5 separate regions of the Mus musculus genome follow, and regions 2, 3, 4 and 5 are each linked to region 1. Evidence: chromatin contacts called from public Hi-C and promoter capture Hi-C data. All regions are on one chromosome and are shown on one strand. Each heading gives the region's core, a stretch centred on a gene start, on an enhancer-like site or on the middle of the called end of the contact. The rest is flanking DNA. Distances are from core to core; before and after follow the strand shown.

The links. Promoter capture Hi-C pulls out the DNA fragments that hold promoters and counts their contacts. A called contact is a pair of places that touch in the nucleus more often than the background predicts.
Region 2: a promoter capture Hi-C map of hippocampal neurons shows a contact between it and region 1, with 4 times the contacts expected there. The contact joins two enhancer-like sites. A contact is called at or near these places in 7 of 39 promoter capture datasets (the 3T3-L1 cell line, the C10 cell line, embryonic stem cells and 4 more), 1 of 484 Hi-C or Micro-C datasets (cerebral cortex) and 1 of 115 datasets of contacts at active chromatin or transcription factors (stem cell-derived neural progenitor cells).
Region 3: a Hi-C map of cerebral cortex shows a contact between it and region 1, with 2.9 times the contacts expected there. The contact joins two enhancer-like sites. A contact is called at or near these places in 12 of 39 promoter capture datasets (the 3T3-L1 cell line, the C10 cell line, the HPC-7 cell line and 6 more), 1 of 15 datasets of contacts at CTCF or cohesin (pro-B cells), 6 of 484 Hi-C or Micro-C datasets (cerebellar granule neurons, cerebellum, cerebral cortex and 2 more) and 4 of 115 datasets of contacts at active chromatin or transcription factors (embryonic stem cells, fibro-adipogenic progenitors, forebrain and 1 more).
Region 4: a Hi-C map of cerebellum shows a contact between it and region 1, with 2.2 times the contacts expected there. The contact joins two enhancer-like sites. A contact is called at or near these places in 9 of 39 promoter capture datasets (the 3T3-L1 cell line, the C10 cell line, the HPC-7 cell line and 4 more), 3 of 15 datasets of contacts at CTCF or cohesin (the NIH/3T3 cell line, large pre-B cells and pro-B cells), 5 of 484 Hi-C or Micro-C datasets (the HL-1 cell line, cerebellum, cortical neurons and 1 more), 1 of 115 datasets of contacts at active chromatin or transcription factors (embryonic stem cells) and 1 of 9 other capture datasets (adipose tissue).
Region 5: a promoter capture Hi-C map of hippocampal neurons shows a contact between it and region 1, with 5 times the contacts expected there. The contact joins the promoter of N4bp1 here to the enhancer-like site in region 1. A contact is called at or near these places in 7 of 39 promoter capture datasets (3T3-L1-derived adipocytes, the HPC-7 cell line, hippocampal neurons and 3 more), 2 of 15 datasets of contacts at CTCF or cohesin (CD8 T cells and the NIH/3T3 cell line), 6 of 484 Hi-C or Micro-C datasets (CD8 T cells, cerebral cortex, double positive thymocytes and 2 more) and 7 of 115 datasets of contacts at active chromatin or transcription factors (embryonic hindbrain, embryonic stem cells, kidney and 1 more).

What each region holds. Positions count from the first base shown.
Region 1 is chr8:86,582,823-86,587,155 of GRCm38.p6, reverse strand. No RefSeq gene overlaps it. Among named protein-coding and RNA genes, the nearest start is that of Abcc12, 18 kb to the right of the region's middle. Within about 2 kb of position 1,860, at least 93 of the 459 cell types and tissues checked have an H3K27ac peak or open chromatin away from gene starts, as enhancers often do. A contact at or near this core is called in CD8 T cells, cerebellum, cerebral cortex and 2 more, where this site is marked.
Region 2 is chr8:86,272,843-86,277,665 of GRCm38.p6, reverse strand. No RefSeq gene overlaps it. Among named protein-coding and RNA genes, the nearest start is that of Gm33687, 4.5 kb to the left of the region's middle. Within about 2 kb of position 1,740, at least 31 of the 459 cell types and tissues checked have an H3K27ac peak or open chromatin away from gene starts, as enhancers often do. A contact at or near this core is called in cerebral cortex and hippocampal neurons, where this site is marked.
Region 3 is chr8:86,200,684-86,205,259 of GRCm38.p6, reverse strand. The region is part of intron 3 of Gm33632 (a long non-coding RNA gene); the gene reads right to left. Among named protein-coding and RNA genes, the nearest start is that of Gm33577, 8.2 kb to the left of the region's middle. Within about 2 kb of position 3,194, at least 24 of the 459 cell types and tissues checked have an H3K27ac peak or open chromatin away from gene starts, as enhancers often do. A contact at or near this core is called in cerebral cortex, where this site is marked.
Region 4 is chr8:86,222,497-86,226,747 of GRCm38.p6, reverse strand. No RefSeq gene overlaps it. Among named protein-coding and RNA genes, the nearest start is that of Gm33577, 13 kb to the right of the region's middle. Within about 2 kb of position 1,712, at least 5 of the 459 cell types and tissues checked have an H3K27ac peak or open chromatin away from gene starts, as enhancers often do. A contact at or near this core is called in cerebellum, where this site is marked.
Region 5 is chr8:86,882,752-86,887,612 of GRCm38.p6, reverse strand. N4bp1 (NEDD4 binding protein 1) reads left to right here and starts at 2,355. Exons shown (of 7, transcript NM_030563.2): 1 at 2,355-2,791. The coding sequence starts at 2,594.

The DNA.
Region 1 (4,333 bases), core at 611-3,110:
GTTGCTGATGCCCTGTTGTTGTTGTTGTTGCTGTTGCTGTTGCTGTTGCTGTTGCTGTTGCTGCTGCTGTTGCTGCTGCTTCTGCTGCTGCTGTAGCTGTTGCTGCCTCTGCTGCTGCTGCTGCTGCTGCTGCTAGTGCAGTTCACTGTAAAGGAAGCAAAGGTGTGGATATGGGAAGACTGGAGCATTAAAACTGGTCTGATTTTGAGTGGTGGCTCAGTTGTTAACAGCACTGGCTGCTTTTTCAGAGAACCCGGGTTTAATTTCCAGCATTCACACGGCGGCTCATGTTACTCCAGTTTTAAGTGATCTGATGCCCTCTTCTGGCCTCTGCAGGCACCGGGCATGCATGTGATAAACAGATATACATGCAGGTGAAACATTCATACACCTAAAATAAAAACAAATACATCTGAGAGAGAGAGAAAGAGAAAGGGAGGGTGGCGTTCTGCTCCCCACAGTACACTGAGAGTAAGGGACATTCCTAGAGACAAAACGTTAATTGACCCCCAACCTTCATCTTCCCTTATTCTTCCTATTTAACTGGACACTGGGATAGCTACTGTCTAAAATATGTTCTTTATAAAAGTCTTCCCAGTAGCTATGGCTCATGGAATGGAATGGGGAAGTCCAGTAAAAGTTCTGGGTTGGAGCCAGTACAGAAAGAATGTTGATCTTGTAGACACCGTCTTACCTCTGGCTTTACTTCTGGCCACTTTCCACTTTCTGGCGGCACCAAATGACCACAAGCTCCAGGACCATGGCCTACCAAGTTCAGAAATTCTCAGTCAAGGTTTCAAAGTAGGGTATTTTCTCATTGGGTTAGCTCAGTCATATGCTCATCTCTGAACCAAGCATGTTAAGCTATTAGAAGTTGGATTTGCCAGGCCCAGTCACTCCTGTGTGGGAGGACAGGATCAGCTCCAAGTCACATGGACTGAATGGAGGGGTTCCCTCTCTAGAATCGCGAGGCTTTTGCTATGAGCAGGCTATGGATGCCGGCAGGCCCCTCAAGGGTGTTGGCAGATATTGAAATAGAAAAAGAAATGATTTTCAACTTCTAGGCAGAAGATCTCTAGGGGAAAAAATGTGTCAACGCATTTTTATTTGTTTTCAAATTGTGATCACCAAGTTCCTCAAAATTCCACAAGAAAAATGAATCCAGTAAGCTAATAGTCTCGCATAGTTTTTCACAGTAGGATAGAGCTGCCTTTAAATGATACCCTGCCTGGGGGTTTTGATCTCTGGAGACACGAAGTAAGCAGTAAACAAGTCAGCAGGCAGTTCCAGAGCAGTGCCAGGAGGTGTCGACAAAGAGCTGAGCTGAGCTTCCATAGAGCTCGCTTGCCCAGCGGACTTGCTGCAGATTCCCTAGAGCGGCAGCAAACAAACATTTACTTAGATAAGAAGGATGGGGTCGGAAGAACGTTCAGTGCAGAAGGAACAGTTTTGCCTGAGGGCGATGCGATCTCAGAACCGAAGAACACGGTCTACACCGAAGGCGGGGAAATGTTCTCATCTTCTTCCGCCCGGAGGCGTCTCCAGTGACACCTGTTTCTTTTTGTGGGGTATTTTTTGACTGTAAATCCTCATTCTCTCTCTCTCAATAGCTATTTTCCCTGTTACTTTTTTTTTTTTCTTCAATCTTTTATCCCCTTTCGTTACTTTCGGAGTCCCAAAGAGCAATCGAAGGGCCCTTCTAAGTGCCATCCTATCCGGCTTCTTCCAAGTCCAGAGTTGTTAATAGAAAATATCTGTCCCTCCCAGACCTATTTTGTGGCAATGGCCTTTGTACCAGAACGCCCTCCCCAAACAGCCATCATCCTTCAGGAGGGTCCTCATGTTTTACTCAAGCTGGCCAGCAGATGGCAGGTTCTTCCTAGTAATGCAGGAAGGCTCCGTAGACTCAAAACTGCAGTGATCTACACGGAATCCGGACAGAAAAACGCAGATCCCTGAGTCAGAGGATGGGAAAGAGGCTACTGCCACCGATCCACAGGACTCCACCTACCTCCCCAGCCCCGATCTCTTCCATCAATCTCTATTTCTGGGATTATTTTCAAAGTCAGCAGCAGCTAAATCACTCAGAGCAAATTTATTAAAGCCACTCTGCAGTGGCTGGTTTCAAACTCACTATGTGGTCCAAGCTGGCCTTGAACTTGTAGCTCCAGTTCTAACCTTTCATGTGGCTGGGTATATGTATGGGCCACTATGACTAACAGACAGTTCTCAGAACAAAAGCAGTTTCCACCTATGTGATACTCTGGTGCCAACTCTTCAGACTGTCAAATTCTTACATAGGGCTGGTGGCAAGAGCCTTTACTCACAGCACTTAGGAGGCAAAGGCAGGCAGATCTCTGAGTTTGAGGCTAGCCTGGTCTACAGAGTTCTAGGTCAGCGGGGGCTTGCCAGAAACAAAACAAAACAAAACAAAACTGACGTCCTAACACATTTTATACACATCCCCTTGTCTCATCTAGATAATTTGTGTTAGAAGCAACCTTACAGATTACCAGTCTGAGAGCTGACCTGTCTGTCGTCCATGTGCCTGTGGGCTAGAACAGAAAAAAATGTCATTATTTTTACTAATGGAAATTTAGCATTTTCCCTTTATCATAATGGAGGTAATCAAATACATCATATCCACGACCTTCACGAGGATGGCGGCATCAATGGGCGTTCTCAAATCTCATTTGGTTGCCCCAGTTTTCACAAACCTCACGTGTATTGATGCTTTGGACTCTTGGTGGTCATTAGACCTCCTTCTAGATTATGTTACTTAGAGCGTCAACACAGTAGATTATGTTTCATAATATCCTGCCTTGTTTTTAACATAGCACTCTTTTAGTTTAATTGGTTATCTGTAATTCTACATATCGTGTCTTGGACATTAAAAAAAAGGTTTTGAAAATACACTGGAGAATCAAAGAGGCCCACGGCATGGGAACAGATTAATAACAACATTTATCTGATATAAATAAATAACATTTATTCTGATAGAGGGATCCTCACTCTGGCAGGAGGGGTGTCTGGCTCAGAACCCCATCACTGGCTTTGAACAGACTTGTCTGCACTTTGATCTAAGACAGAAGAAGAAAGGACCAGAGGGACAGGCAAACATCCAATATGGGGGATGTAGCTCTAAGGACCCATGTCCTGCTCCAAGCTTCTTATTCTGTGTCAGCCACCCCTTGTGTCTGTAGCTGGGGGTTGGGCTGGGTGAGGTGAGGTGAGTGTCAGTCAGGGTTCCCTTCTCCAAGGCTAAATAAATAAATAAATAAATAAAGCCAGCCCCCAACTCTGCTCCATGGAGTACATTTTCCAGGGGGCTGCTTAGCCTGCTACTGGGAATTTGCAGACACTGGTCCAGGACCTGGCCTTTTTATGGATAGCGTATCTAGCAGTTGACAAATCTTTTACTTCAGCCATCTTTGGGTTTAGTATTTTTTTAATATTTATTTATTTATTTATTTATTTATTTATTATATGTAAGTACACTGTAGCTGTCTTCAGACACTCCAGAAGAGGGCGTCAGATCTCATTACAGATGGTTGTGAGCCACCATGTGGTTGCTGGGACTTGAACTCAGGACCTTAGCAAGAGCAGTCGATGCTCTTAACCGCTGAGCCATCTCACCAGCCCTGGGTTTAGTATCTTTAGATTAGCAGTATACATTTAGAATTTTTAAAAAAAAATGCTGTGTGTTTTGCACATGGTACCTTATTTATTTATTTATTTATTTATTTATTTATTTATTTATTAGATTTATTTATTACTATACATAAGTACACTGTAGCTGTCTTCAGACACACCAGAAGAGGGCATCAGATCTCATTACAGGTGGTTGTGAGCCACCATGTGGTTGCTGGGATTTGAACTCAGGACCTTAGGAAGAGCAGTCAGTGCTCTTACCCGCTGAGCCATCTCACTAGCCCCTACATTTAGAATTTTTAAAAGAATGAGAAAATATAGCAAAGTTTCCTTCCGTCCTTCCTTCCTTCCTTCCTTCCTTCCTTCCTTCCTTCCTTCCTTCCTTCCTTCCTTCTACTCTTGCTTTCTTCTTTTTTCCCTGCCTCCCTTCCTCCCTCCTTTCCTCTTTCCCTCCCTCCCTCCCTCCCTCCCTCCCTGCTTTCCTCCCTCCCTGTCTCCATGTCTTCCTGCCTCTCAGCCTTCCTGCCTTCCTGTCTCCTACCCTCCCTCCCTCCCTCCCTCCCTCCCTCCCTCCCTCCCTCCCTCCCTCCCTCCCTCCCTCCCTCCCTCCCTCCCTCCCTCCCTGTCTCCCTGTCTCCCTGTCTCCCTGTCTCCCTGTCTCCCTGTTTCCCTTCCTCCCTGC
Region 2 (4,823 bases), core at 491-2,990, 310 kb after region 1:
GGCCTAGCAAACACATAAGTGGATGCTCACAGTCAGCTGTTGGATGGATCACAGGGCCCCCAATGGAGGAGCTAGAGAAAGTACCCAAGGAGCTAAAGAGATCTGCAACCCTGTAGGTGTAACAACATTATGAACTAACCAGTAACCCGGAGCTCTTGACTCTAGCTACATATGTATCAAAAGATGGCCTAGTTGGCCATCACTGGAAAGAGAGGCCCATTGGACACACAAACTTTATATGCCCCAGTACAGGGGAACGCCAGGGCCAAAAAAAATGGGAATGGGTGGGTAGGGAAGTGGGGGGGAGGGTATGGGGGACTTTTGGGATAGCATTGGAAATGTAATTGAGGAAAATACGTAATAAATAAAATAAAATTTAAAAAAAAGAACAACTCAAAGTCAAATCATGGATCCAAGCTGATGACCTGTGTTCTGTTTGCTTTCCATTCTGCTGGGGTATCACTCTTCAGTGACTCATGGACCCTTACAAAGTTAAGATTATCCAGCACACCAGCTCTGTGCCCACTTTTTTATATCTTATTTTGCTTTTTGTATAGCACATATTTTTTTTGACATTGTCAGTGCCCACTGGCTCAAGGCTGACAGGAACATGTTCAATTTATAACTGTTGCACTGAAAAAGACCAAACAGGGCAAACCTGTTGTCTGTCCCCTATATTACAATGTACAAGAATATCTGTGCTCCTGGTGGGTGGGAGTCAGAGGTCCTGACAGTACCATACACATCATTTGTGTGGTTTGGTTTTGTTTATTTTTCTGTCTCTCCTTTGCTATTTCAGGGAGATAAGGCCATTCCCAGAGTTTTATTAACTGACATTATCTATTGAGAACAGCAGACCAGAAGTGGCTGGGCATTTCAAAGTAAGGGGCCCTACAAAAGGAATGGATTCTTTCTTCAGCTAAAAGCTGGAAATATCCTTGACACCATGGGCAACTCCATCCTTTCCTGAGGCCTGAAATGCCAGAAGTGTTTAGCTGGAATGTCTTTGGTCCTGCCCTGGCCAGAGAACAGGGATGTCAGAAAGGAAGAAAGAACAGGTTCTGGTGTTTCCTCATCTCTTTCCTCTAAATGAAGACCCCTTCCCTTGGAATCATAAATGAGGACTGACTGAAACCAAGAGGCACTTAGACACCTGGAGCCAAAGCTGGGCTGGCCAGCTCATCCATACGAAGCATTACTAACTGGAAGGCTGCAACCCACAGTGGTACCCACTCCCAGGGACCTGCTCTTGCTGTAGGAGCTTTGCATCTTTCTGTCTCTGAAGCTTTCTATAATAAAATACTCTTTTTAAAGATCACCTCCGTGGTACAATCATTCCATTCTTCAACTCTGCCAGACAAGAACTGGAAGGTCACTTACTCGGTAGAAGTTTTGGGTGACTGCAAGCATCTATCATCCTAACTCTTGATTTAAAAGCCCCCTCCCCCCAAGAGCCGAGAAAAACCCAGTTACTCTCAACAACACGCTAAACATTTTCCATTTCATATTCACAATAGGACTTCCTCCTCCAATACCCAGGGAACACTCAATTCCTATTTACTGGAGGAATTATTATTAATACACTTGCTTACAGGGCTTGGTTAGGATTTACAGATGAGCCAAAGGAGTGCCTTTGGGAATGAGGTGGAGGAAAGGGGTGGACAGGTCTGCGGACTGGGTAGAGTCAGGGAAGAGCTGACAGACAGGAGCTATTTATGCCTCTCATCTCTCTGACTCATCCTCAGCCACTGTGAGCAGGAACCGCCAGCCCTGCTCTGCTCCAAGCCCACAGGAACCACAAGCCCTGCTCTACTCTCTAGCCCCCACGCATCTCTGATCAGTTAAAATTAAAACCCACACTGGGTCTGGTATAGACGCAGCCACCTGTAACCTCAGCTCTTGGGAAGCAAAGGCAAAAATAGCAGGAATTGGAGGCCAGCCTGGACTACTGAGGAAGTTCTAAGCCAGTCTGGGTTGTTGATGGGATTCTAAGTTAGCCTATGTTAGAGTGAAACTCTCTCAAAAGCAAAAGAGTAAAATAATAAAAACATAAAATAAAAAAGAAGTAATCACCATTGTAAATACTAGGCAAGATTCTCTTATTAGTTAACTTTCCTAAAGGTGAGGAAACTGAGGCACAGATGCTGTTCTTAAAAAACAAAATCCCCACCAAACCCAGACACTATTGTGGATGCCAACAAGTGCTTGCTGACAGGAGCCTGATATGGCTCTCTCCTGAGAGGCTCTGCCAGTGCCTGACAAATACAGAGGTGGATGCTTGCAGCCAATCATTGGACTGAGCACAGGGTCCCCAATGGAGGAACTAGAAAAGGACCCAAAGGAGCTGAAGGGGTTTGCAGCCCCATAGGAGGGACAACAATATGAACCAACTAGTACCCCCAGGGCTCCCAAGGAGTAAACCACCAACCAAAAGTACACATGGAGGGACCCATGGCTCCAGCTGCCTATGTAGCAGAGGTTGGGCTTGTTGGACATCAGTGGGAGAAGAGGCCCTTGGTCCTGAGAAGGCTCTATTCCCCAGTGTAGGGGGATGGCAGGACAGGGAAGTGAGAGTGGGTGGGTTGGTGAACAGGGGGAGGTGGGATGGGATAGGGGGTTTTCAGAGGGGAAACTAGGAGAGGGGATTAAAATTTGAACTGTAAATAAAGAAAATAAAAAAATCATATGGCACAAGGCACATTGTTTTTAATTATGATTTCATTGCCTCTTATAAGTGAGACATGGGTTTACCGCATGCCGGGTCTTGTAGACTGAATATAAAATAAACTGCTTAATCCTCATTAAAAACAAACAAAACAAAACAAAACAAAAACAAAAACAAAAACAGAATCCCAAACGTTCGATTTATCAGTGAAGGCACAGAAGCCAGATGCTGTGGTGGAAGCCGGCTAGCTCACAGAGTCAGAGAAAGTACCCAGCTGACCTTCCCACTCCACTGGTGTCCCAGAAGGAAAAGCCCCTCCTCCTTCTGCACTCTGTCTTTATACCCTTCAACTCAGAGACTCTCCTTCTCTTTCCTGGGTTTTCTTATGCTCACTCCCTGACAATTGGTTGCTTAATCTGCCTCTTGGTCTATCGTTGACTTTATTGAGTTCTTGTTTACAGAAAGGTCTTGGATTAAAGCCATGTGCTAGGGCTGAGCCACACCACAACAAGGTTTATCCAGTTCACAATCTTGGGGTTCACACGGTGATCACATATCCTACATCACAAAGAGGAAGAATTAAGTGTTGAGTGACTGAGCTGGGATTAAACATTCATTGCTCACATGGAGTGGCTGAGCCATACAGAGCCACCAACAGGCATGGACTGAAGTAGCAAGAACAGAAGGCAAGGCTGAGAAGTTCCCCAGCAAACTGACCTTGTGGCTAAGTAAAGAAGTCTTTATTTTGCATGATGAGAATGGAGCTGATAACTCTGCATCTCACAGGTACCCTCAAAGGCTACATACACTAAGGCTTCCTCATGGCCAGCCGTTCCAAGTAGGCTGCCATCAGCCCTGCTCAGTTAGGCAATGGGAAGGGATTGGTGCATTCAGCACAAGCATCAGCTAAGACAGGCATAAAAACATAAAAAGGAGCCAAGCCAGGCCCCATCCGCACCAAGGAGAGCAGCTGAGTTCTGAAAGCAGGCTTATTAACTTTACCAGGCTCTGACGTTGCCATGGATACCACTAACCCAGTGTAGTATTACTTCTGCCTCTTGGTCCTAAAACTGCTTTGCTCTTCAGCCCTGAGTCATGCTGGCAGAGTGGGATTTTCTTCCCACTTCTCCAAATGGGCCCTTAAAGTACAAATGGCTTTTGAAGACTCAGAACCAGAGAGAACTCATCCTATTCCACACCATCGTTTCAAAAATTGGTTCCTTTCAAACACTATTGTACACCATACCAGCTGCATTTACATGAACGTGGACTTGTGTGAGTGAGCAAAACTGTGTTCTTAGAAAGTGCGTATCTGTGCTGTGAACACCACAGACCGTAGAAGTTAAAGGAAGGACATTAGTGAAGTACAAGTTCAGGTGTCTGTACTTATGTCTGTAATCAATAGTGGTCACGGAGCTCTTGAAAGGGATGTGTTAAGACTGTGGACAACCCAGTACAATGAAATCAACTTCATCCCCAAAATGATGCTCTTGAGAGTTAATGTTCTCAAAGCCTCAGCAAACAAGCAAAATTGCTTCTGACACTAACATTCCCAATAAGCACTTATCAGATGGATGAAAGTGTATTCATTTGTGCTGCACTTAATGTCTCACCCCCTCACCTCACTTGAGGCTCACAACTACATAAACCCAACAGGGCAATTGTTGCCTGTTCCATAATGAGTTATAGAAACACTGATCGCTTAAGAGTGCTGCTGGAGAAACTTGCTTGAAATGTGCACTTCCCAGTGGATCGATGGGTTGATCGATAGATGCTCCAAAGGCTGATGGCAGGAGGAAGAGTGAGCAACTGGAGCAGAATGTCAATGCCTGGACCTTGAAAATTCTCCCACTTCCCCAAATTCTGTATTTATCTTGAGTCCCTTAGCAATTCTCAGATCCTTAGACACTCACTATAAAGTGAAGGTGAGTTAACGTGAGTCAGAAAAAGAGTAACCGTGGCAGCTGCTCTGAGTGGAGAGCATCACCTTTGGCATGGTTATCTGTATTGTTCTCTCTTGGGATCCAGATAGTAGAGCCATTTTACATCCCCTGGGCCACAGAAGAGAGGCCAGGGAAGTTGCAGGTGTGCTTTATGTTTCTTCCCTGGGTTAAAGCAAACCTCAGAGCAGATGGGGAGGGTGTGTCATCTGAGCTGT
Region 3 (4,576 bases), core at 1,945-4,444, 380 kb after region 1:
ACTAGCATTGGGGAAAAGGGAATAGTGGCTTCTACTAATTCTGTGAAGGAAATAGAAAAACACATTTCTAAGCAGAGAAGACAAAAAAAATGAGAAAAGTAGAGAAAAACCCAGAAGGGGACAATGTCTGATTCCCTCTTGTTTTATAGTGTGCATGTTCATATCAACCCAGGTTGAGAAGTGCCAGGACCACCCATAGGTGGAGCAGGTAGGCTTCCATGGTGTGATTTAACGTGCAGGAAGACTCCAGGCCCTAAAATAGTTCTTTTCCCTGGCTTGACAGGGCACATTAAGTAACGATTGCCTCAGGTTTCTCTATTTAAATGCAAATAACTCTGGCAAAGATAATAAGTTATGAGAGTCATTAAACATCAGTGTGATTAGCTTATTAGATTGTTTTCCTAGAAGACTCCTGAGGGAGCATTGTACAAAATGGTCATGGCTTAGGGATCTGTCCACAGCAAGTCCCTCCATCTCAACATGCCTCAACTCCCTCTACAGTATGGACTCCAGGATTTGTCCCGGCTAGTTCTCAGATGTGGTCGGAGTGAGCAGGAGGCTGTGACGCAACAGAGCATCTCAAGCATTGACTGTCACAAGCAGAAATGACAACACTGGTGGCCTGAGGGGAAACAGTAGGGGTTCATATTGAGGTCTTGATTCTCAGCCAGAAAAATAGGCAAGGACACGAGGGGAAAGGCAAAATTCCAGGGGCCAAAAATAAAAAGATACCCAACCTAAGCATTCATGCATGAAAGGTACATTAAACAACAGGATACCAGGCTTACCCATAAAATGAAAGAAAAAAAAGCTGTAAAATGATAATATCCAGAGTAGAAGAATACAGATGAAAGGGGGCTGCTAGTGGGAATACAAACTGTCTATTTAGCATCATGGATCAAAAGACCTTAAATGTGTGAGCCAGCAATTCTAACTCCAAGAATGGACTGGAATAAATAAAGGAGAATGTGTACCTGATTCAGCTGCAGGCATTCTCACCACAATATTGGTTTTAATCACAAAGACTCTAGAAATTATCTAAATGACCGACAGAAAATTCATCATAAATCATGGTACAAACCTTAAACTGTATCCTAGACCTGTTTTGAAATATATATATATGAGAAGTATATTTATTAACAGGAAAATATGCCTAATAATCTTTGGGACAAAAGGCTGTAAACACATGTATTATGCATTCATATTATGTATCTTCTTATCAAGAGGTGTTTGCAGAAACATGAATAGTAGCTATAAATATTGTGAACTCACAGAGTCATTTCTTTCCTTTCATTGTTTAACTTTGTTTGCATGTGTAAAAAACTTTCGCTAAGAGGCATTCAAGGAAAGGAGAAAAATTCTCATAAGAGGAAAGCCTTTTTTTTTTCTTCAGTTTGAGCCAAGAATTTTTTAATCTATAAAGTGAGGGGAGAGAGAACAGCTTCCTTATGTAGTCTGTGAAACTCTGAGGAAAAGGGATAAGAAATGCGTGAAAAGAGTTTTGAAGTCAATAAATCTCCCCGTGGCATCAAAGAAGAGGAAGGCTGTGGAACCGTTATTTCTGCTCAATTGCTTGTAAAAAGAAAAGAAGAAAAAGAAAAACCTGGTCTCAGCAATGGTAACAGCAGGTTGCTCAGTTGAATAGGAAAACTCATCTCAACAAAGCCAAATAGGAGGGAAGAGAGTTAAAAGCAGCTCTGAAGAAGTACATCAATTAACGCAAGGATGCATTTTGTTAAAGTGACTGGAGAGTGAGTCCAGGCAGTTACTTCCGTGAGTACCTGCTCCTTCTAGCTGCGGTGGGTTCGAGTAGGCAGCCTGTACTGACACTGCGCATTGCGCATGAGCTTGGGGCGCAGGGGGCACAGGAGGCTGAGCCACTAGTGGGAGTAGCTGCATGTAGCAACTCATATTTTCAACAGTAGTGAGGAGATCTTTCTTCCTGATTTTGCTAGCTCCTCACCACAATCAGTCCATTGCTTCATAAGTGCATGACCCAAACAGAGTCCTGCAGTACAGCACAGCCACGAGGATTGGCAGAGCAGCTTACTGAGCCCTCTCCTCCAAGCACCCTTGCTGAGAGCAGACACAGCATCTCAGCCCTCAGACACAGCTCCAGCAAAGGGTGAGAAGCAGGAGCGAAGGGACGAGGTAATTTGCCTCCAGAGCTGTTCCCTAGCCTGAGTTCCCTCCTCTTCACCCTGTTTTCACAAAGACTAAGACCTTTCTCCTTTGACAACACCCACTTTACAATCGTTAGTGGATACAATGGTATAGAACCAGAGTGCAGCATAGGAAGTGGCTAAGGCAGACAAAACACCTCCACTCCACCAGTGGAGTTAACATCCTAGTAGAAGAGACAATGAACAACAGAACAGCAATAAAATGTTGATGAAAGTAGAGAGTGGAGTGTGATAGAGCCCTTGACTTTGGTGACTATCTGCCTGGGTGCTGGTAAGCCCTGGGGCACGGTGTAAGAACCTCAACTTATATAATGTGTAATGAGAAGCCAACTGGGGAATAATATGATCAAATGTGTGTGTGTGTGTGTGTGTGTGTGTGTGTGTGTGATCATGTTACACATATATGTATATATGCATATATGTGTGCATATATATATCATATATGTCATATATAAGTATATATACAAATACATATATTTACATATTATTTCTGATCTGTTGACTGACCTACTTAGAAATTTACGTGAAACTCTTCAGGTTCTTCTTTTAAAATGCAAACATTTTCAACATCGGTAGCATCTTCATTGGAATGTGCTGATTATAACCTTTTCTCTCATTCCCTCTCAGTTGACAGTGAAAGTGCTGGGCATCTGCCCGGGGCTCTGAACCCAGGCAGAAGCATTTTACACAGCAGGAACACATGGGTGCTCAAGGGCGAATAAAGTTTCCAAGGTCAGTGATGGAAAAGAGTGAGGAGAGAGTGTCAGCCATGGAGCCAAGCGCTGCTAAATTCAGACTCTGAGACCTTACTCCCTGCCTGCTAATAGTGCAGTCTTGGCCAGCTTCCATTCTTAGAAGTTGGTAATAAAAGAACATGAAACAAGCATTCCCATAGTTGGAAATTATTGAAATGTATCTAAGTCATGCCTGTGAGTTCCTGCTGCACCATGCTGTAGGAGCACGCTGGGACTTAATTCAGGATCGTAACACTGAGTCTGCCCATCTAGGTGTTCCAGCTTTGAGGATGAGTCAGAGAGCAGTAACGTCCACAGGCTGCTTCTGGGGGCAGGGTTTCACTTTCTCCGAAAGTGATGAGATTTTGGAAACAGACTTTGGCAAAGAAATGTTCTTCTGCTAAATATAACAGGGAGGGTAGACATCCTACTCCACCCCAGTCTCTAAGCACTTTTAAATGTCTGTGTGACTCTCTACCAAAATGAAAAAAAAATGTGGCTTTTTGGTAAAATCTTATGCTGTTTTAGTTGGCAAGGTGAGCTGGAATCCACATCTAATTCTTAGAGGACTTGGCAAAATGGCAACTATTCTGCAGTTTGGAAGAGATCTAAGGTTGCCCTCCTTGACTTAGAGCACAGCATATTGTATATAGCTGCTTAGAGGGCAGTCAGGACTTCTAACAGTCAGTCTTGACTTGATTACAGTGTCTGCCTGAGGAGTGAATCCATAAACTTAACAAACCAAATCCATAAAATAATGAGTTGAGGAACCTGGAAAACGTTCTACAATGTGAAGAGGAGTGTGTGTAAAGACATAGAAGGTGAAGAAAATGCTAGAGAGTGAAAGAAAGATGAAATTTCAAGACCTGTAAGTCATATAAAGTACTCAGAAATTGCTGGTTGTTTGTGAGCCTAGAGGCTGCTTGGGGCTGAGAAAAAAGAAAAACAAACCCAGGTATGCCCCGTAGTTAAAACATTCCTGGGAACAGCTTAACCTTAAAGATAAAGAGGAATGTGAGGACATAACAGGGCTATCTGAACTGAGTCAACAACTCACAGAACTCTGACACCCTGCATGTACATGTAATTTTTCTGCTGATGTTTGAATAACCCAATAGTGTGTTGCTATGCTGAGTTCCACACCCCTAAGTCCCTTACCCCATAAAAACCCCTAGCTTTCGAGTCTCGTGGCTGACATCCGTTATCTCCTGTGTGGGATGCATGTCGTGATTCTTTGGGTGCCCGCCGAATCGAGAATTGAGTGGGGGTTTCCCCACTAGGTTCTATCAAGAGAAGGTGTTGTGTTGGGACCAAGAGGCAAGGTCCCTGAATGTGCTGGAGACAATAGACCAGCATGAGACTCTAAAGAGGAGAGAAAGTTAGGAAGCCCTCACCTTCTAATGAAGCTTCACCACCCTTTCTGTAGGTTATGCTCACCCCCCAGTGGGGCACCACAGACACACACCTCTTCAAAGCAAGGCAGGGGGTTGCCAGGAAGGAACCACTGGGGACAAACTCCTCAGTGTTGTACACTTGACCCTTTCAGCCTTCACTGTCTCAAATGAGCAACTACGACCCTGGCCTATGGGGCTGGAGAGATGTGTCAGAAGTTAAGAATACTTGTGCCTACAGAGGACCTGGACTGGGTTCCCAGCAACA
Region 4 (4,251 bases), core at 463-2,962, 360 kb after region 1:
TGATGAGAGTAAGAAGAGAGGATCAGATGTATTAGTCAGGTTTCTCTAGTAACAGAACCTATCTCTAGTAACAGAACCTATCTCTAGTAACAGAACCTATAGAATGAACACACACACACACACACACACACACACACACACACACAGGGGATTTGTTAGAATGACTTACAGGCTGCAATTCAGCTAACCCAACAATGGCTGGCTATGAACAGAAAGTCCAGGAATCCAGTAGTTGCTTAGTCGATGAGGCTGGATGTCAGTGTATGCAAAAGTCTCAAAGTAGGCTCTAATGCCAGTGAAGGAATGAACCTGCTATCAAGGCCAAAACAAGCAGGCAAAGAGCAGAAGCTTTCTTCTTCCGTGTCCTTATATCGGGTTCCAGGAAAAGGTGTGGCCCAGACTAAAGGCATGTCTTCCTACCTCAAGACTCACATTAATGTCACTCATCTTCCTAACTCAAAAAAATCTGATTAAAAATGGATTTTCTTCCTGCAAATTAAGAAAAAGAAGACCCTCACAGACACTTTTGGAGTTTTAGTCCAGATGTAGTCAAGTTGACAACCAAGAACAGCCATCCCAGGTAAAGAAAAGGTTCCTCCAGCTAAGAAGAATAGGCAAACAGAGTGCATCTGATTCCAGTAAGGGCAAGCAAAACAAACCCATTTCTTCAGGCTACAATACTTAGCTTTCCTAGAGCCTGTTGCTGCAGTGGCTGTATCATGTCTCCAGGCCTGGATGGTTCTGTTATCTCCAACATACGAAAGGAAGACAAGTGTCATTAGTACCAACACCTGGAGTTGGCCTCTTAGCTCCATCCTGGAGAGAGGGAGAGGGTAGGGACAGTGCCAGTCTTTCCCAGAATAACAAACCCAGAACCAAGAACACATAAGGCTCTATTCACTGCACAAAGAGGCATCATTTTATTTTGCATATATCCAAAGCAGCTTTTTGCCCCCAGGAAACCCATGCCTACGTTCTCTTTGAGATCCTCTAGAGCATAAAAAATTAAACACACACACATAAATGTAGCGAGATAGGGCTGTGTGTACTAACAGAAGCTGAAGTTGAAAGTGGAATCTAAAAATCACCTTACAAAGATAAAAAAATAATTTGAGTTCGCAAATAAGGACCCCAGTTACAGTGTCCTGCCCATTTCTCTTTGTGTTTCTAAATTGCTGAGAATGTGGCAGGCAGATCATTTTGCCTCTGTTCTCTCACTTTTCAGTAGAAACATTCTACCTGTGGTCTCTCACTCTCTGTGACCTCATTTTTATACCTGTACAACATTTACAATTTCCCAGTTGTTTTTACTAATACGGTGGGTTCTCCAGCGCCAAGCCCTGTGCTAAGTGTTGTACCTGCAGGACCTAATTTCATCCCTGTGATGTTCCTATGAGTCAGGTATGATTATCACACCTAAATTTTTTTAATAGATAAGACTGCTATATAAAATCTGGCGTCCTATCTCAGGGATGAAAACAGTCAGGATCCAAACACTGCTCCTTGATTGCTAACGGTGATTTCCATAGAAACTGAAAGAGTCCAAACAATCACTGTTTTGAAACTTCAGGTACCTTGTTTTAGCTTTGGAGGTGCCCATTTCCATGGAAACAGACGTGATAGCAGCAAAGGGGAGAACTGGCTCTGGTAACCCTTGGAGACCATGGCTCTTTGAAAGCAGGACTGTTGCTCCCTGAATCACACCTGCCCAGCCCCGGGCACAGAGCAGATGGCTGGAGTTTCTTGATTATTGGCTCTTGAAACAGGAGAACAGGCCTGCCAGTATGATACCCGAATCCCAAGCTAAGCCTCACCAGTCAGCCTAAATATTTCAGGAAAAATTAAAAAATTTTAATCAAAGTGTTCACAGAGACTACCTATCATCTCAAACACTTTAAAAATAATTGCTAAATATTCTAGCTCACTCATATAGAAGTTTATTTTTATCAAGTAATTACTGTTGTCGAATGGCTATTGGCTTCACAAAATATGTGATGTCAGGATCTCATAATTAGAATCTCACTGCTTTATGGTATACCATAAAGAAATTGCCATATAAAACTTTGCACACAAATATTTTAATGTTTTGTCATGCATAGTTTAAGACAGAATAAGGTGGAATTGGAAAATGTTGTACTGGGAGCCAAATCCAACCTGTCACTGCTTTGTAAATAAAGTTTTAGTGGCACACAGGCATGTTTTTCAGCTTTTCTGCTGTGAAAGAATAGCTGAACAAAGAGCTACAAAGCTTACCCTATTTGTTATCTGGCCATTTAAATGATAGTATACTGAGCCCTGATCTAAAGAAACCCCATAGGCATTACTTTCCTGCAGCAGTCACCAACTCAAAAAAGAGATTAGCAACTGTCTTAGTTAGGGTTTCCATTGCTGTGAAGAGACACCATGACCAAGGCAACTCATATAAAGGTAAGGGTTTAATGGGGGCTGGCTTACAGTTTCAGAGGTTCAGTCCATTATCATCATGGTAGGAAGCATGACAGCATGCAGCCAGACATGGTGCTGGAGAAGGAGCTGAGAGTTCTACCTGTTGATGGGAAGGCAGTCAGGAAAAGACTGTCTTCCACACTGGGCAGAGCTTTAGCATAGGACCTCAAAGCTCACCCTCACGGTGACATACTTTCTCCAACAAGGCCACACCTATTCCAACAAGGTCACACCTCCTAATAGTGCCATTCCCATTGGCCAAGCATATTCAAACCACCTCAGCAAGCAATCTTCCCGTGTCCCTTGAAAAGTAATGACATATGTGACAAAAACAGTTTAAAAGTGTTATAGACTACAGATGCAATAAATAAGCAAAGAACTGGTTTCAGAAACCACATTGTGTTTCTGTCTTTCTTCCTCTCCGGCATGAGCTCAGCCTGGACTTGAAACTAAGAAGACTGGGAGCAGACAGCAGAGTAGGGGAACTGTGTGACAAGAAGTCCCCAGAACCTGCCCTGTCCTCAAGTCTCAGAGTAAGGTCAAGATTTTCTCATGTCAAAGCTTAGTTTGGGCACCCAGAGTGGTGGAGCACATCTGTACTCACAGAACTCGAGTAGCTGAGACAGGAGGATTATGAGTCTGAGGTCACCATGGGTTACAAAGCGTAACCATATTCAAAACACTGGTTTGGGGAGAAAGCTCAGTCAGTAAAGATGGTCACTGTGCAGGTGAGCTCACCTGAGTTCACATGTTCACCATGCACAAAACATGCTGGGTACAGTAATGTATGCCTGGTATCCCAGTGCAGAGGCAGGCGGGAGGATTCTGGGGGCTCACTAGCCAGTCAGTCTAGGCAAATAGGTAAGTCCCAGGGCCAGTGAGAGACCTGGTCCCCCAAAATAAGGCAGTGAAAGAATTAAGGACACCCAATGTCCACCTCTGACCTCTACATGCACATGCACCCAGCACGTACACGTGCGCACACACACAGTAACAAACACAGCATATACATGCACACACACCCATACTGTAGGCAGCTGGCGCCTAAAAGATGGCGCCGGTCTCCAGTACACCATCGCCGTAAGCAACACCACTGTGCAGGCTCTAGCCCGAATCTGGCACCAACCCCTCCCGAGCGGGTACATGCAAATTAAGGTGCCGGCAGACTGACCAATCCCAGGAGGACACATAGCCCTCCCCAGTGCTGGGATGTATATAAGCAGTCCTCCCTGGGTTCCCGGGGTTCCAGTAGCATCGAGGTGTTCCTGCAATAAAGCTGTTGAGAAGAATCCGACCGTGTTGCGTTTTTCCTTGCTGGAGGAGGTTGGCACAACACCATACAAACACTAGCTCACTCTGCATGCAGTGATGCTATCTGGTATGATAGAGAGCCAGTAGAGACCTCGGCTTGCCTGCCAATGCTGCCTGGTGATGCTCACTTGACAATCTTGAGCAAAGGAGTCCACTGCAGACTCACTGTCCACTGAAACAGAAGGAAATGACCCCTGCCTTACTACACCACAGGATTCTGAAGATCAACTGGGAAAACATGCAGGCACTGCATGTCTCACGTGTGGTAGAAGTGAGGGTCGTGTGGGGAAACGACACAAATAGCACCCAAGAATGTGGAGTGGAACAGAGCAACAATTACACAGAGAGAAAGGCAGCTCACCCCAGTTTCCTCATATCCTTTAACTATTTTTTGTTAATGCTGCTATTTATTGCAGGGTTTGTGCTTGCTTCTGTTTTTTAGACCATATAGCCCTGGCTGGCCTGGGCTTGTCTTGCTGGCTCCACTTGCCATGC
Region 5 (4,861 bases), core at 1,106-3,605, 300 kb before region 1:
CACCTCATCTACACAGTTCCATAACAGCCAGGGCTATGTAGAAAGGCCCTATCTCAAAAATCCAAAAGGTAAAAGAGAAAAAGCTGGATGCTGTTAATACTGCATCATTCCCATGATGCACTAGGCAGCTTCCAGGAAACCAGTCTTTGGGAATATGAACAAAAAGCTGGAACTTTAGAGAATTGACTAGAGTACTATCAAAGTGGATGGAAGCTGAAGCTTAATTCGGCTCAGCTGGGACATCTCAGGCAGGGTTGACAAACTGATAGCTCTCCTCCCCCTCCCCCCATTACCTGGGTTTGGATACATTACAATTCTTGGCTGGTGGAGTAATTTTTTTCTGGTTAATTTTGATAAAGAACTAGATCTTACATAATAGCTAGTATTTAATGAGCATTTACTGTGTTGGAATTATGCTGACACAATAGAACTACTGCTTACCATCGTTTACTGTATCAGTGAAGAATTACAATACAAAGAAGCTAAGCAATATCCCCATTAGTCCTATTTACTACATCCAAGATACTTAGCCCAGAGGAAGGAAACCTGTAGTGAGAATCTGGAATTTTAGTTTCTTCTAAAACACAGAAATATTCTAAGAATGTGTTTCTGTTTTAATCCCAGGTGTGGGATATGGGGCTGCTTAAGACCGTCTGCAGCAGCTGACTATGATTTGCCTCGTGCTCTAATAGAGGCATGGCTTTGCCAGCTGCAGATAGTTTCTGCAACTGTTTGGACTTCTGGGAACTTTCCAGAGGGTATATAAGTGCTGGAGCCCCAATAGGTAGGGTTGGTTACTGTTTCTTAGTAGTCATTCTCAAAGAAGGAACAAAAGGGAAGAAATTAGGTTCAGAAATCTCTCTCCCTCTCTCTCCTCTACCCTTCTTTCTCTCCTACCTCGTGATAGGGAGTGAAACTGGGGTAGGGGGATAAAGTGTGGGAGAAAGAAGAACCCATAAAGTAGCAAAAACCAGCTACAGAAACCAATACTTTATCTTTCACAATTTGTTTTTAAGGATTCAAGAAAACTTATGTCAGGCTGGAGAGATAGTTTGGTGGTTTATAAAGCATTGACTGCTCTTCCAGAGGTCCTGAGTTCAACTCCCAGCAACCACACGGTGGCTCACAACCATCTGTAGTGGGATTCAATGCCCTCTTCTGGTGTGTCCAAAGACAGCTACAGTGTACTCATATACATAAAGTGAATAAATAATTAAAAAGAAGAAGAAAGCTTACATCTGGGAAGCATTGGAATCAAGTGATGCCTTTGACTTAACAGAAACACAGGCCAGAAGAAGGGTTTGGTTTATTTGCCCTAGTCCCACAGTATGATCCCTATTATTTTTGCCCCTCACATAACACACATAACTCTACTGAAATTGCCTTTCCCCTTTCCTGTATGCCAGAGGTACAGTAAAGAAACTGCTCACTTGGCCACGCCATTAGAAGAAGGTATTTGGTTTTTTGTTTGATTGACTCTGGTCTCAACTATCTAAGTGCTACCACAATTTTAGGCTTATGACACCATGCCCAACTTTTTAAAAAATAGATTTATTTTAGAGTTATGCATATACTTGTGTGGAATGTATGGGCATAAGTGTGTGATGGTAAGCACCTCTCTCTCTAAGCAGAGGCCAGAGGGGCCTTTGGGTGATCTCCTCTACAATGTCATCTACTCCTTTAAGATTGAGTTTCTCCCTGGATCTGTGGCTCCCCTTTTGCCTTTTGTTAGCTAAGCTGCAAGCCAGCAAGCCCTCAGGTCTCAGCTGGAGCTGGGGTTGAAGATCTGTTCTCTTTCCTGGAGTGATGATAGCCAAATCAAACTCCCAGTCCTTATGATACCCAATAAGCACTCCACCGAAACAGCTCTTGTTTGGTTTTTGAGACAAGGTTTCACTTTATAGCTCAAACTGGTTTGGAATTATGTAGCTCAGGCTTGCCTTCAGCAAATGACTATCTGCCTACCTCATTCTCCCACCCCAGTGGGATGACAGTAATTGACACTAGACCAGCAATTTGGCCTTTTAATTCTTTACTGGTTGTCCCATTTTCTTTTCCTGTTACGATTTTTCTTTTTTTTCTGAAGTAAGTAAAAAGGGGAAAGGAAGGAAGTAAAAAGAAGGAAAAGAATCACCATTTGCCTATCAATGTAAAATCCTTCTACTAGATGCCCAAAGGCATCAGGCCCTTATCAAATATGGCCGCCCAGGCCTCGCCTGCCGACGCTTGCCCACGGTCAACATGGTGACAGCGTGTGGCGTCGACTTCCGTTGCCCTCAGCCTACCAACGCACCCTTCGCGACGGGGCGGCGAGTTTCCACAACGGCGGCGGGCTGAGCGCATGCGTGGCGGCTGTGGCGGCGGCGGCGGCGGCCGTGGCGGGGCAGCGGGGCAGCGGGGCAGCGGGGTGGCGGGGAGTCTCTGCCCGCAGTTGCTAAGCTGCGGCGGCCGTGTCGTGATGGTGTAGCGGGGCCTGCGGGCGGGCGAGGAGGCCGGCACGGCCCACGCCTCCTGAGCGGCTCGGTGCAGCGGCGGCACGCTGAGGGGGCGTCGCCGCCGCTGGCCCCCGGCGCCCCGGGAGGCCGCGCCCGCCATGGCGGCCCGGGTGGTGCTGGATGAGTTCACGGCGCCCGCGGAGAAGGCGGCGCTGCTGGAGCGGAGCCGCGGGCGCATCGAGGCTCTGTTCGGGGTGGGCTTGGCCGTGCTCGGCGCCCTCGGGGCGGAGGAGCCGCTGCCCGCGCGTATCTGGCTGCAACTCCGCGGCGCGCAGGAGGCGGTGCACAGCGCCAAGGTGAGTCCGGCCTGGCTCGCACGGGCCGCGCGCGGGGCGCTCGGAGCGGGTCCGTCCTGGGAGCCTCGGGGTCCCTGTTTGTAAAGGGCGCTGCGAAAGCATCTCCCTGACTGGTCCCTCGCGAAGTGCGCAGAACGCAGAGCCATCAGGCCCCGGAGCACGCGCGCTGAGCGGGCTCGCGCTCCCTCCGTCCGCTGGTCCCTTGGATGTGCGCAAGGCTCGATGCTCCTGGTTGGTCTTCACCCTCCAGGCCGCCACTCCAGGGCTTCTAAACCCTTTGGGAATCTTAGGCCTGAACCTCTAGGAAATCAGGAAGGGAACGCATGTAATGACCAGACGCTTCAGAGGTAGAATATTTGGTAGCTGCGTTAAAAATATTATTCCTGTAGTGTTGGTGTTCTACGATTAAATGATGGTTGTTACACTTCTGACATTCCGCCGAGTACCACAAAAGGAATACGCAGGCTTTAAAAATCCGGCGAATACGTTTTGATAGGGCTTGTTCCTTCTATTAAATGAACAACTGGAGAAACTGAAACTAAGCGGTGACTCACCTTGTGTATAATCAGTATTTCAGATTCAGCACCGCCATCAGCCCCTCCCCCTTGTCAGAAAACAGCAAAATTTGACCGCGGAGGCGCTTATGCCTCTAAAATCTCATTGAGTCAGTGAAATAGCCAGGTTAGTCGACAGGTTGCCAGGAGAACGGGCAATTTAATTGCTTCTATGCAAGAGAGTCCTCCAAGCCGTGGGTGGGAGAAGGCTGAAGGTGTATTGTATAGCATCTTAAGCTCCCGGGGAGGAGTAGGAAGTTGAGGAATAAGGTATTGTTTCCTCTTTGGTGTTTCGAGGGTCAGATCTGGGAACTTAGGAGAATGCCCCTCTCTGCCCCTCTTGGTTTGAAGTCACCAATGTCTTAAAGCCCCCTGTTTGGAGCTTCCTGAACATCTTCTACCCACCTTTTCCCAAACTCTTCCACCTATCAGGCACCAGAATTTGTTTCTAGAAACCACATGGGCGATGTTTTGTTTTTGTTTTTTTAAAGATTTATTTATTTATGTATGTGAGTACACTGTAGCTGTCTTCAGACACACCAGATGAAGTTGTCAGATGCCTTTATAGATGGTTGTGAGCCACCATATGGGTGCTGGGAATTGAACTCAGGATCTCTGGAAGAGCAGTCAGTGCTTTAAACCGCTGAGCCATCTCTCCAGCCCCAGCGATGCTTGTTAAACAGTTCAGCTCTGGGGAGACTTTCTTTTTCTATCCTACATCACAAATTTCACATTACTCTTTAAGAGGTTGTAGCTCCAGGTGTCGATTTAATTTAAAAAAAGAAATGTTTACCATGTGTAGGCTGTAAGGTGCTTATTTGTGTGATTCTTGACAGTGTGGGGGTTGAACCTGTTGGTGTTGGACCAAGTTGGTTCCCCTGTGCTTAGCTCCTTGCGCCGCCCACTCTCTTACTACCCAGAGCTAAAACATGCCTGAGGCTTGTCACTTTTAAGTGTCCACCAGGCACTCACCCCTCTCCTCTCCCTGGCCTTCGCCTTGGTTAAGACCTTTGCTTCTGCTGGAGTCCCTTCCAGCTTGGCTGCTTCTCATTCCCTGCCTCTGGGCTCCTGGTTCACTCTCTATTCAAAGTCAGCCTTCTTCAAAAACTCCTTCTTGCACCCTGGAACCTGGTAGGGACTTCCTGTCAGTCTGAACTCTCGGAACTGTGTGAGACAAGCTTGCTGTGGTGACTGGCTGGCCTTGGATCACTGGTCCTTCTGCCCCTAGGTTACAGGCATCTTGTTTATAATGGCTCTGGTAGCCGCTCTCTTAGACTTTCACAGCAGGCTACTCTCTCCTGTCCTGGCTGTGTTTTGGACCCTTCCTGCTGCCGCTTTTTTTGAGGACACCCCAGAGGTGGAAGATGCTTCCCTCGGTTTACAGGAAAGCCATGCCTCCACCAGTCCTTCCACCCCGGTTCTCTCTGTCTGTCAGTGCCACAAAGCTTGACACAGCTGATGGGAAGGGTGTGACGTATGGTGTATTGGTAATAGTAATGTCACCTGCCAGCTTATC